2 separate regions of the Oryctolagus cuniculus genome follow, and region 1 is linked to region 2. Evidence: chromatin contacts called from public Micro-C data. All regions are on one chromosome and are shown on one strand. The core of a region is the stretch at or near the end of the contact, and the rest is flanking DNA. Distances in the headings are between cores, read along the strand shown. Region 1 has its middle 37 kb from the start of PDZK1. Region 2 holds the start of POLR3C (RNA polymerase III subunit C).

What was found. A called contact is a pair of places that touch in the nucleus more often than the background predicts.
Region 1: a contact with region 2 is called in a Micro-C map of ear pinna, with 3 times the contacts expected there. The contact joins the enhancer-like site here to the promoter of POLR3C in region 2. A contact is called at or near these places in 2 of 6 Hi-C or Micro-C datasets (ear pinna and liver).

Annotation. Positions count from the first base shown.
Region 1 is chr7:49,155,752-49,160,996 of mOryCun1.1, reverse strand. No RefSeq gene overlaps it. Among named protein-coding and RNA genes, the nearest start is that of PDZK1, 37 kb to the left of the region's middle. Within about 2 kb of position 3,641, at least 1 of the 8 cell types and tissues checked has an H3K27ac peak or open chromatin away from gene starts, as enhancers often do. A contact at or near this core is called in ear pinna, where this site is marked.
Region 2 is chr7:49,063,106-49,068,369 of mOryCun1.1, reverse strand. It overlaps POLR3C (RNA polymerase III subunit C), which reads left to right and starts at 2,530. Exons shown (of 15, transcript XM_008264551.4): 1 at 2,530-2,669. RNF115 (ring finger protein 115) reads right to left here and starts at 4,081. Exons shown (of 10, transcript XM_008264550.4): 1 at 3,810-4,081.

The DNA.
Region 1 (5,245 bases), core at 2,392-4,891, 92 kb before region 2:
CCTTCGGATCAGCGCAGCTCTGGCCATTGTGGCCAACTAGGGAGTGAACCAGCAGATGGAAGACCTCTCTCTTTCTCTCTGCCTCTCTTTCTCTATGTGCAAATCTGACTTTCAAATAAATAAATCTTTAAAAAAATTAGAGAGAGAGAGAGATCTTCCATCTGCTGGCTCATTCCTCAGATGGCCACAATGGCCAGAGCTGGGCCAGACTGAAGTCAGGAGCCAGGAGCTTCTAGGTCTTCCATGTGGGTGCAGGGGCCCAAGGGCTTGGGCCATCTTCTACTGCTTTCCCAGGCCATAGCAGATAGCTGGATTGAAGAGGAGCAGCCAGGACTAGCACCTGCATCCATATGGGATGCTGATGCCATAGGCAGAAGTTTAGCCTACTCTGGCACAGTGTCAGCCCCCTGAATGTTTCTACTTGTGATGGTTCTCCCTAAGACAGCCTTTTTAAGCATATTTAAGCATCAGAGTCAGCACATTTAGATGATCCCCAAATGTGGTTATAAGGTTCTTTGTCAGGTGAAACTAGTCATAGACAGGTGACGGGCAATATTAAGAAGCAGTGTCTGGCACTGACTGTTTCCAGTGTGCCGAGCAGTAAGTGCTATTTCATTTCATGTCTATGGCCTTCTGAAGTAGGTACTATTACTGTCCTGTGACAACTCAGGCTCAAGGATAATTGGTCTAAGCAAATGATGGATAAAAATCCAGCTCCATTCCAAAGTCCAAGATTTCACCTTACACTAAAAGTTGCTTGCCTCTCTCCAGTAAATGGCTTGTAACTGGATCTTGAGTATAAATGATGAGGCTACTTCAGTTGTCTTTCGGGCAAAACTCCAATTCCTTGAAGTCTATGTGCAGTTAGCCCCAGTGTCTGACACCCAATAGGTCCATCACCCTCATCACCCACAAAGGTTAAAATACTTGGGCAATGAATTATGCTGGGAGATACCCTGGGAGGTCATAAAGCGATGCTCTGAGATGATGCGAGAGGAGGTACTGATGATTTGTGACACCCTCCCCTGACCCATGCTTCTCTCTGAACCAGAGACAGGGAACTACACAGTGACAGGCCTGAAGCCCAGTCAACACCCTGCGTTCAGCCACAATGCGGGTGTTCCCAGGACAGGTTTCCTGCCAGCACAGATCTGCATGCTGCTGCTCACCAGCCTGGTGGTCCCTCAAGGTAGGTGCGGAGGAGCCATCAGCCCCAAGCGATGCCAGTGCCACACCTCTGCCACCCTGGCTCTTCTCCTGGAGGGAAGACTGGACAAGGGGCCCAGAGGGAGAGGCAAGTGAGTACAGCGGCCTCTACTCATGGGGGAGCCAATGGCTGCCAACCGGGGCAACAGGTCTGTGGCCAAGACGAAAGAGGCCAGAGACATTCTTGGTCTGCAGGTGGGTTCTGGACAATGCAGCTCCCCAACAAAGGCCGATGAGGACATCAAACACTTGTAGCTCAGGCCCCCGAGCTCCATTGATCAGTCTTCCCGTTACAAAGCCAGAAAATCGGAGCTGCCAATCATTTGCCATTATGCTCTCGCATGTAACGAGAACCTGATGCCGGCTTTTGCCTGCCCTTGGCATTCTAATTCCATGTGACTTCGGCATTCCTCAAATCAGGAGCTGCCTCTACGTGAGTGCCACCAGAAGACAAGCTCGAAACGCAGGGACTTTCGTCTTGTTTGACCCAGTAAAGACAGGACCAGCTGTACAGTAGGCTCTCGTTAAAGAACTTGTGAGTTGGATGCTTTACACAGGCAAATCTTTTTTTTTTTTTTTTCTACAGGCAGAGTGGACAGTGAGAGAGAGACAGAGAGAAAGGTCTTCCTTTGCCCTTGGTTCACCCTCCAATGGCCACCGCAGCCAGCGCGCTGCAGCCGGCACACCACACTGATCCGATGGCAGGAGCCAGGTACTTATCCTGGTCTCCCATGGGGTGCAGGGCCCAAGTACTTGGGTCATCCTCCACTGCACTCCCGGGCCATAGCAGTAAGCTGGCCTACACAGGCAATTCTAACCTCAGACAACTCTTCTAAGCAAGTACCCCCTTACTCACCACGAAACGGGCACGTAGCAGCGGAAATGCTGCCCTTCGCGGGAATACGGGTCCTTCCCGTTCCGACAGCTTAGCTCCCTGTGACTCACTCTGTATGCACAGCCCCTCTCCCTCCCCCTTCACTCCCTCCCATTTCCAGAAACAGAACAGCAAAATGACCCCTTCACTGTAATCCTCAGAACAAAGCAGAGCCCTTGTCTGGACCTGTCAAAGGTAAAAGGGTTCCACCTTTCCTTGGGAAACGCGAATGTCAAGCAGTCTGACCCTTTAGGCTTGATTCCTTTCTGTTGAATCTACACTCCCTTAGGCTGTTGTTTGCAGGACATCTTAGTTGTCCATGTATAATGAGAACTGCAACAGAGGGGAGGAGGCCGTCCGGCCACACAACCTGCTACCCGGCACCGCGTCTGACTCCCAAGCAATCCTACGGCCGCATACGCATATACATCTGAGCTTTTTTCTTTTTCAGGCAGGTGAAAAGAATGGAGTTCTGACTCCACCTATTTGTTTTCCCCGCTATTCAAGCAGAGTAAGAAGAACCCGAGCTACCTATCTGATTACACAGTTCTCAGGAGCCTCCTTTCTGTCTTCCTCCTCGAGGCTTTTAGTCAAACCACGCAAGAGGCAGTGTGAGGAAAAAAAGTCCACGTTTTCTCAGGCCCAGAGAGACCACACGAGTCAGGTTATCATGGTTTCATGTGAGAAAATCGAAGGCGTCCCCTGGATCTCTGTGCTGCCCCCGGCTCATGAAAGCGGGGTCCATCCACCAGCTTTGCCCTGCCGCTGTGCCAACCACACAGGGCCACAGGTGGAAAACCGACCTCCCACTTTTTGAGTGGCACCTATTTCTTCTTTGTCCCACCTTACAGCAAGGAGGTGTCCGAGGCTGGCTCCCGCCCCACTCCCTTCAGGGTTAGAATCGCCCAAGACTACAGCCCAGGCTTGGGCCATCGGAGCCAACACACATCACCTGCTCCTACCTTCCTCTCCCATGTCTCCTTTACTCACGCTAGCCTCTCACACACCAGCCCTGGACAGGGCAGCTCCATACCACATCAGGGATTTTATTGCTTTCCAAGTTGTGAAGCCGTAACCCAAGCTTTTCTTTTTCTTTCCAGTTTTGTAAGCCTTGAGTCAAAAAGAAACTTTAAAACAAGCTAGAGCCAAGATAAATATGCCTCTGTTTAACTTGGAGACTCCTCTACGGCAACACGCCCAGAAAAGGAAGAGGAGACGTGGGCACACCAAGTGGGGTAACCCCCCCCCCCGGCCTCCGCGACCACGCAGGCGCACCCCGCCGTCCACACCCCAGCACGCACGCGCTTCTCAACAAATTCCGATTGTTTTCTGTACTGCGCCGCTTTGCCTCCTCCCCAGCCGCTTGCCAACAAAGCCAAGTCAAACAAAACGAGAACACCAATTTGTGTATTTTAGTTTTTGGAAGACATTTTTATTTAACCCTGTATAGGAAAAGAGAGAGGAAACAAGCAAAGCCAGGGAGGAGAGTAGTGGAAGAGAGCCGGCGCCGGCCACTGACTTGGTGTGAGACCTCGGGGTTCAGCAGTACCCACACAGCACCCACACAGCACCGATGGAGGAAGATCCGCGCGGAACAGGTGGCCCCAGCTTTTAACTGCTTCAACTGAGGACGCCCCAGCTTTCTCTGATCATTTGTCTTTGTTTAAATAAATGCCCACAGCAGTATCTGCAGCCTTTTATCGTCCCTCCTGAACTCACAAACCCTCCTGTCTTTGGATAGAGGACCTCCTGTGATAGTGAGATAGAGGAGGGGCCACATTCACACTGGAGACCAAGGTATTAATAAGAGAGGGCGATTTAGGCGCAGTTAAGTGGCAAGCCATCAAAAGACCTCTTCCCAGTGCTGCTTGGCCAGGATTCAGTGGGGGAGCTGGGGCTGTGGGAACCAGCAGAGAGAAGGCTGGGACAGCTGGGATTCAGTTTGGCTTGCAACCTACCAGCTCTATGTCCTTGGGAAAGTGAAGTTTTCAGATGCCACTTCTGCTTATCTATCAGTGAGAGAGGCTGTCACCTCCTGTTTTCTGTGTCCACGGGACGGTTCTGAGGGTCAAATGAGATTCTGGGTCTAGGACCCAGAGCCACGTGAATTTGGACCTCTGGGTCTCCAAAGCTGTCTGCTGTTTCACATTCCCTTCAACCTTTCTCTACCTGTTATGAACGTTAGATTGTTTCTAACTAAATTACACTCCCATGGGTAGAGATGTCTTTTGCATTTTACTTTCCAGTCTTCTGAAACTACTGAACATTACACTATCATTGGAAGTCTGCCAAAGAAGACAGATCCAACTACATGAGAGGTTTCACCCATTGGATATACTAATCATAGTCTACATAGAAAAACCTGCAGAAAGGACGCACGAGCTAGGATACATCTAAATGTCATTTAGCGGCAAAAATAAAGTTGGTATAAAGTATTATGAGTTAGATAGGCATAAATCTTTTTTTTAAAAAGAGGGCTGGAAATGTGGCGTGGAGGGTTAAGCTGCCGGCGGTGAGGCTGGCATCCCACAGGGCTGATCCAGCTCCCTGCTCATGCACTTGGGAAGGAAGCAGAGGACAGCCCAAGTGCTTGGGCCCCTGTCACCCACCTGGGCGATCTGGACGTACTTCGGGCTCCTGGCTTCAGCCAGCCCAGCCCCAGATCTTTCTCTAACTTTGCCTTTCAAATAAATAAATAATAATAATAAAAGAAAATAGAATTGAACAGGGGCCAGTGTTGTGGTGCAGTGGGTTAAGCTTCCCCCTGCAAGTCCCAGCTCCCTGCTAGTGTGCCTGGAAAAGCAGTGGAAAATGGCTCAAGTATGGGTGTCTCTGGCACCGAAGTTGGAGACCTGGATGGAGTTTCTGGCTCCTGGCTTGGGCCTGGCCCAGCCCCTGCCATTGTGGCCATTTGGGGACTGAATCAGCAGACTGAAGAATAATTCATCTCCACCCCAAACCCCTACCCTTCTCGTAACTCCTTCAAATAAATAAATACATCTTTAAAAAAATTTGAAAAAAAAAAAAAAGTTTAACGCCTGTAATTCCACTTGTCTGTGGCAGGTATGAGAGACCAAAACTTTAGAACATCATCTGTATCAGACAAGCATGCTATTTCAAACACTGGGAGCAATCCTATGGCTCCCAGCTGGAGGGCTAAAACAC
Region 2 (5,264 bases), core at 1,281-3,780:
CAAGACACCATGACCATGTCCCACATCAGAGTGCCTGAGTTCAATTCCTGCCTCTGGCTCCTGAATGCAGTTTCTTGTTAGTGCAGACCCTGGGAGATGGGGTAATATGGAGCTCTCTCTATGTCTCTACTTACCCTTTTCCTTCTCTCTCCCTCTTTGTCTCTCTCTCTTCTCCACTTCCTGCCTCTCCAATAAAAATTTGGGGAACCAGTGTAATGGCTTCTGATCCAGCTTCCTTGCTAATGCCCCTGGGAAAGCAGCAGAAGATGGTCCAAGTGCTTGGGCCCCTGCCACCCACATGGGAGACCTAGACTGGACAATGGACTCCACCGTAGCCTAGCCCATCCCTGGCAGTTGCAGGCATTGGGAAGTGAACCAGAAGACAGGAGATCACTCTCTGTCCATCTGTCTCTATTTCTCTTTCTGCCTCTCTGCCTTGCAAATAAAATAAAAATAAATAAATGAAAGTTAAAAAAAAGTAATGTTAGCATATGTGTGTTTATACACACAGAGCTCCTAATACAAATTTACCAGTGTTTGAACTGGCTTTTCAGATCCGCACTGAACCAGCCACTTACCGACCTGGTCTTTCTTATGGCCAACACGTTCATGACAATTCTATGAGATTAAGTACATAAAAACGGCCATGAAAGATGAAACTCACTGACTCACACAATCCTGACCTCGCTGAGCCTTTTCCCAAAAGCGCAGAACAATGAGTCACTACTGTACGTGATGACTACAATTAATAACAATATATTGTACATTTTAATATTGCAAAGACAGATTTGAAGAGCTCTCATCCCCAAAAAATGATGCTTGTGAGGTAATCCATGTTAGTTTGATTTAGCCATTCTACAATGCAATATATGTATGCAAAGTATTTCACTTGTCAATTTAAAAAACCAACAATTTACTAAATGTTTTTCCCTTCTTCCTCAACTTGTTCTTCCTTTTTCCACCTCCCAGTCTCTGGTATTCTCAATCTGAATTCCACCTACCCTTCAAAATTCAATTTAAATCCCACCTTGTCTGTCATACCTTCCCTACCCACACCAACACCACCATACGCCTGATTTTTTTAAATTTATTTATTTCAAAGGCAGAGTGACAGAGGAAGAAATGGAGAAAGAGAAATCTTCCATCTGCTGGTTTACTCCCAACATGGCTGCAATAGCCAGCGAAGGGCCAGGCTGAAGCTAAAACTTCCATCCTGATCTCCTTCATGGGTGGCTGGGAACCAAGCACTTGGAACATCTTCCACTGTCTTCCCAGACACATTATCAGGAAGCCTCCTAAGAAGAGGTGCAGAAGGGTCTTGAACTGTGTGCTGGGGCAGGCGGTGGCTTAACCTGCTGCACCACAATGCCAGCCGCCTCTCTGAATTCTAAAGTGCATCCTCATCCACTTTACAGTCATGCTCCATGTAACAACGTTTTAGTCAACAGTGGATCATATATGCAATGGTGGCTCCATTATCGTACCACCTAGTGACACAGTGGTCTTAGTTGGTTAAGTATATACTCTGATGTTCACACAAAAACAAAAATCGCCTGATAGTACAGTTCTTGTTTCTTGGAACATATTCCTGTAGATTAGGGGAATACATGACTACATTGTTACCTTTTTCCATGTCTGCCTTGTCTTCCCAAAGAAACTGTGAGATCCTTAAGGGCAAGAACTACATATTCTGGGGCTAGTGCTATGGCACAGTGGGCTAAGCTGCAGCCTGCAGTGCTGACAATCCATATAGGCCCCTGTTTGAGACCTGGCTGCTGAACTTCCAATCAGCTCTCTGCTAATGTGCCTGGGAAAGCAGCTGAAGATGGCCCAAAGCCCTGGGACCCTCCCCTCGTGGGAGACACAGAAGAAGCTCCTAGCTCCTGGCTTTGGCCTGGGCCAGCCCTGGTCATTGCAGCCATCTGGGGCATGAACCAGTGGATGGAAGACCCCTCTCTCTACCTCTGTCTCTCCTCTCTCTGTAACTCTACCTTTCAAATAAATAAAAGAGCATGGCACTAGTCTGCAATCATAAACCTGATAAACAGCAGGACAAACATTATTTAAAAAACTACATATTCTCCCATGTCACCCAGGACATCCAGCAGAAAACACTGCACATGAGTAGGAAGCACATTCAACTGTGTCTCAATTTACAATTCACGCACAACAAATAATAAATCAGACTAAAAACCCCAAGAACTTCTCCAGGCAGCTAAGAATAAGAAAAACATCTATAAAACCTTTCATATTATCCCTTTGAAGTTAGGACTTTAGATGATAAGGGAAAAAAAAGATAATAAGTTGTGGAAACTGAAACCAAGTCTTCTCCCTCTTGAAGGCAAAATAATGAACAGCGACTTAAAGATCCGAAGAGCAAAGGGCGCAGTCAGCGACCTGTCGCCAGTCACACACACCAGGGCTGCGTTCCAAACTGCCTCTCTGTAGTTAGAGAATTCTGGAGGCTCTGATGTCTGTTGGAAAAGCACAAGGCACCTGCTCTTCCCAACGGTGAAATATGCCAAAACGCACATAAACACACACCAAAATCAGCAGGCAAAGCCAGGAGCACTGAGATGAAACTATGATCGTGCAGTGGGAGCAAATAGAGAAACCAGAAAATGCCATCAAAACACAACTTGTCAGGTGAAAAGGCTCTCAAATACCCGGTAAGTGTTGACTCACTGGACTCCATTGTGTTTCTAAGAAATAAGAGATGGGGACACACACTTCAGTGGGGCTTCTAGACTGCATGAGACACTGTAATACACAGGGAAGCTGTTCTGCAGCCACTGTCTAAAGACTAATTATTTAAAGACAGCCAGCCAAAGGTAGGATTAACATTCACCCTGCTGGGGCTCCCCACAGGAGCTAAAACCCAACCCAAAGCAGCTTCTGGGTTTGGGGCCCCAGGCGCTGGTGGAAGTGTTTTCTTTACATACCACAGCACTACCTCTCTAGGGGCTAAGAGACAGTCTGGCAGAAACTGGTTTAAAAAAAAAAAACAAACCACCAATCTGATGTAAGAGGAAGCGGTCCCCAACATCTGTCCTGGATCTTCTTCTTGAGTGACGGGGGTGGGGGGTGGTCGGTAAGGGAGGCGGCACTGAAGACACCCGCAAGCGGACAACCCACATAAACTAAGTTCCAACAGCTTCCTGCCTGCTTCCCAAAGCCCTCGCCTCCGACAGTCAGAGGAGCGCCGGGCACTCTGCAAGTCATCAGGACACCGCTGTTTTCACTTTCACATGAACCCCAGGAGAAGGGCAAAACCCCCTCTCCCCAGTTACCTCCCACCCCTGGCTCGTCCCTAGAGACCACCGAACAGGGACAAGCCTCAGCAATCCGCTATGTTTCTCCAGCGAGGCGGGGGAAGCGGGAAGATCTGGCGAAAAGTGGGAAAGGGAATCGGAGGAAGGCGAGGAGCAGCAGAGGAAAGAGTACTGGGGGAGGGGAGGTCACGGCGAGGAGCGGACAAGGTGAAGAGGGCGAGAAGATTCAGGGGAAAGTTGTCAGAGGAGAACTTGCTGAGCAAGACAAAAAGATGGAGGGGACACAGGCCAAGCGCAGAGAGGCAGCGAGGGGCAGGTGAAGCAGTCTAGCCGGGAACAAGGGCTGGGCTGGAAGAAGGGAGCCAGGGCCGTGACGCTGCAGGGTAGGGGCCAGGCACCGGGGACAGTGGACGGCAGGTACTCGGGTGACCGATGTCAGGGGAGTCAGGTGGATACGAGAGGCTTAAGACCCAATTCCGGGACATCGGGGCCAGGCATCTAAGCAGGAGCCAGACGCAAAGGAAACGGGGCTCTTACCGGTAGTTTGGGGCTGACCTCGCCCTTGCAAAAGTGGCAGAAAAACCGGTGCGCGGCTACGGCGGCGCCCGCGTCCGCACCGGCCGCCGAAGCCTCCGCCATTTTTCTCCTCCGCCGCGGCTGTCCGACAGGGCGAGCGGTCTGTCCCTCACCAGGCCGCTACGTCCCGGGCTGCGGTCGCCGCCGCAGCCGCCACCGCCACCACCGCCTCAGCGCGGCCCGCCGCTCCACAGCACAGCCCGCCTCGGTCACGTGAGCCCGCCGGGCCCAGCGAGGCGGCGGCGCGGACGGCGAACCCGCGGCCCGCCCCCGGCACGGAAGAGCGCAGGAAGGCGCGTCCGCACCCCGCGGCCCGCCCGCCCGCCGGCTGCTCAGACAGCCCCCGGCCGGTCCTCCGACCTTCCAGCGAGAAGAGAGAGAAAGAGCGTCCCGGAAACCACCGACACTCTGGGGTAGAGCGGCGCACGTTTTTCGCCCTCTCGGCGTCCTGCCCCTGCGGCCATCCTCTTCCGAGAGAGGGCCGTGGGCTCCCCCTCTGCCCTGGCGGCTCGCGGGTGCCGCAGGAAGCCGACGTGGGGACCTCGGCGGCGTTTGGTTTGCAGCCCCTGGCTTGGTTGACCCTGAGGTTAGTGGAAAATGCTGTCTGAACCAGCGGGCTTGGATCTGAACAGAGAGACCAGGACCGGAAGGGGAGCCTGCGTGAAGGGAGTGCAGGAGCGGGAGCCAAGCGTCTTGTAAATCCCGTCCAGGGCTGGCGCAGAGTCAGGGCAAGTGAATGGGTGAACTAGGTCTCGGGTGATCCTGAGGCCGGGGCACAAAGACGTGGCTTCCAAGGAGTTGGGAGAAATAAATGAACAGTGGTAGCAGCAGTGGTAAGAAAGAAATCATAAAGCCAACTGCGTCCGTTTCTGTTTGTGTCGCCTTTGTCAGAATTAAATTCTGCCCTACCCACAATGTAACTTCATCTCCTGTGCTGAACACGCTGTGTAGAAGCTCTCCTTTATCTCCCGATTTCTTTTTCTCAGTTGTCTTTTCCTTTATGGACTGGGAATGGCGCTGCCTGTTCACTCTCAGTGGGCTGTGACAGTGACTTTAATGCTTCCACAATGAAGTGTAGAATCTAGGGTCTGTGACAGACTGCAAGATCAATACGCAGTCTTTTCAGAAAAACACGGTGACTCGTAATCCCATAAAGTTGATGTATAGTCTTTCAGTCTTTTTCCTATGCATAGTTTAAAAAAAAAACTAACAAGAATTACTCTACATTTTCCTTTGCAACTGCTTCCGTCATGTAATATGAACATTTTTCTAATATATATTGTTCTAAATAATTTTATATATTGGAAGAATATTCCTTTGTATGGGCATGGCATAATTTATAAGACAGTAGGTTTTTTCCAGTGTATCAGCATTATAAGGAAAATAGTGACATCTTTTAATTATGTCTTTGGAACA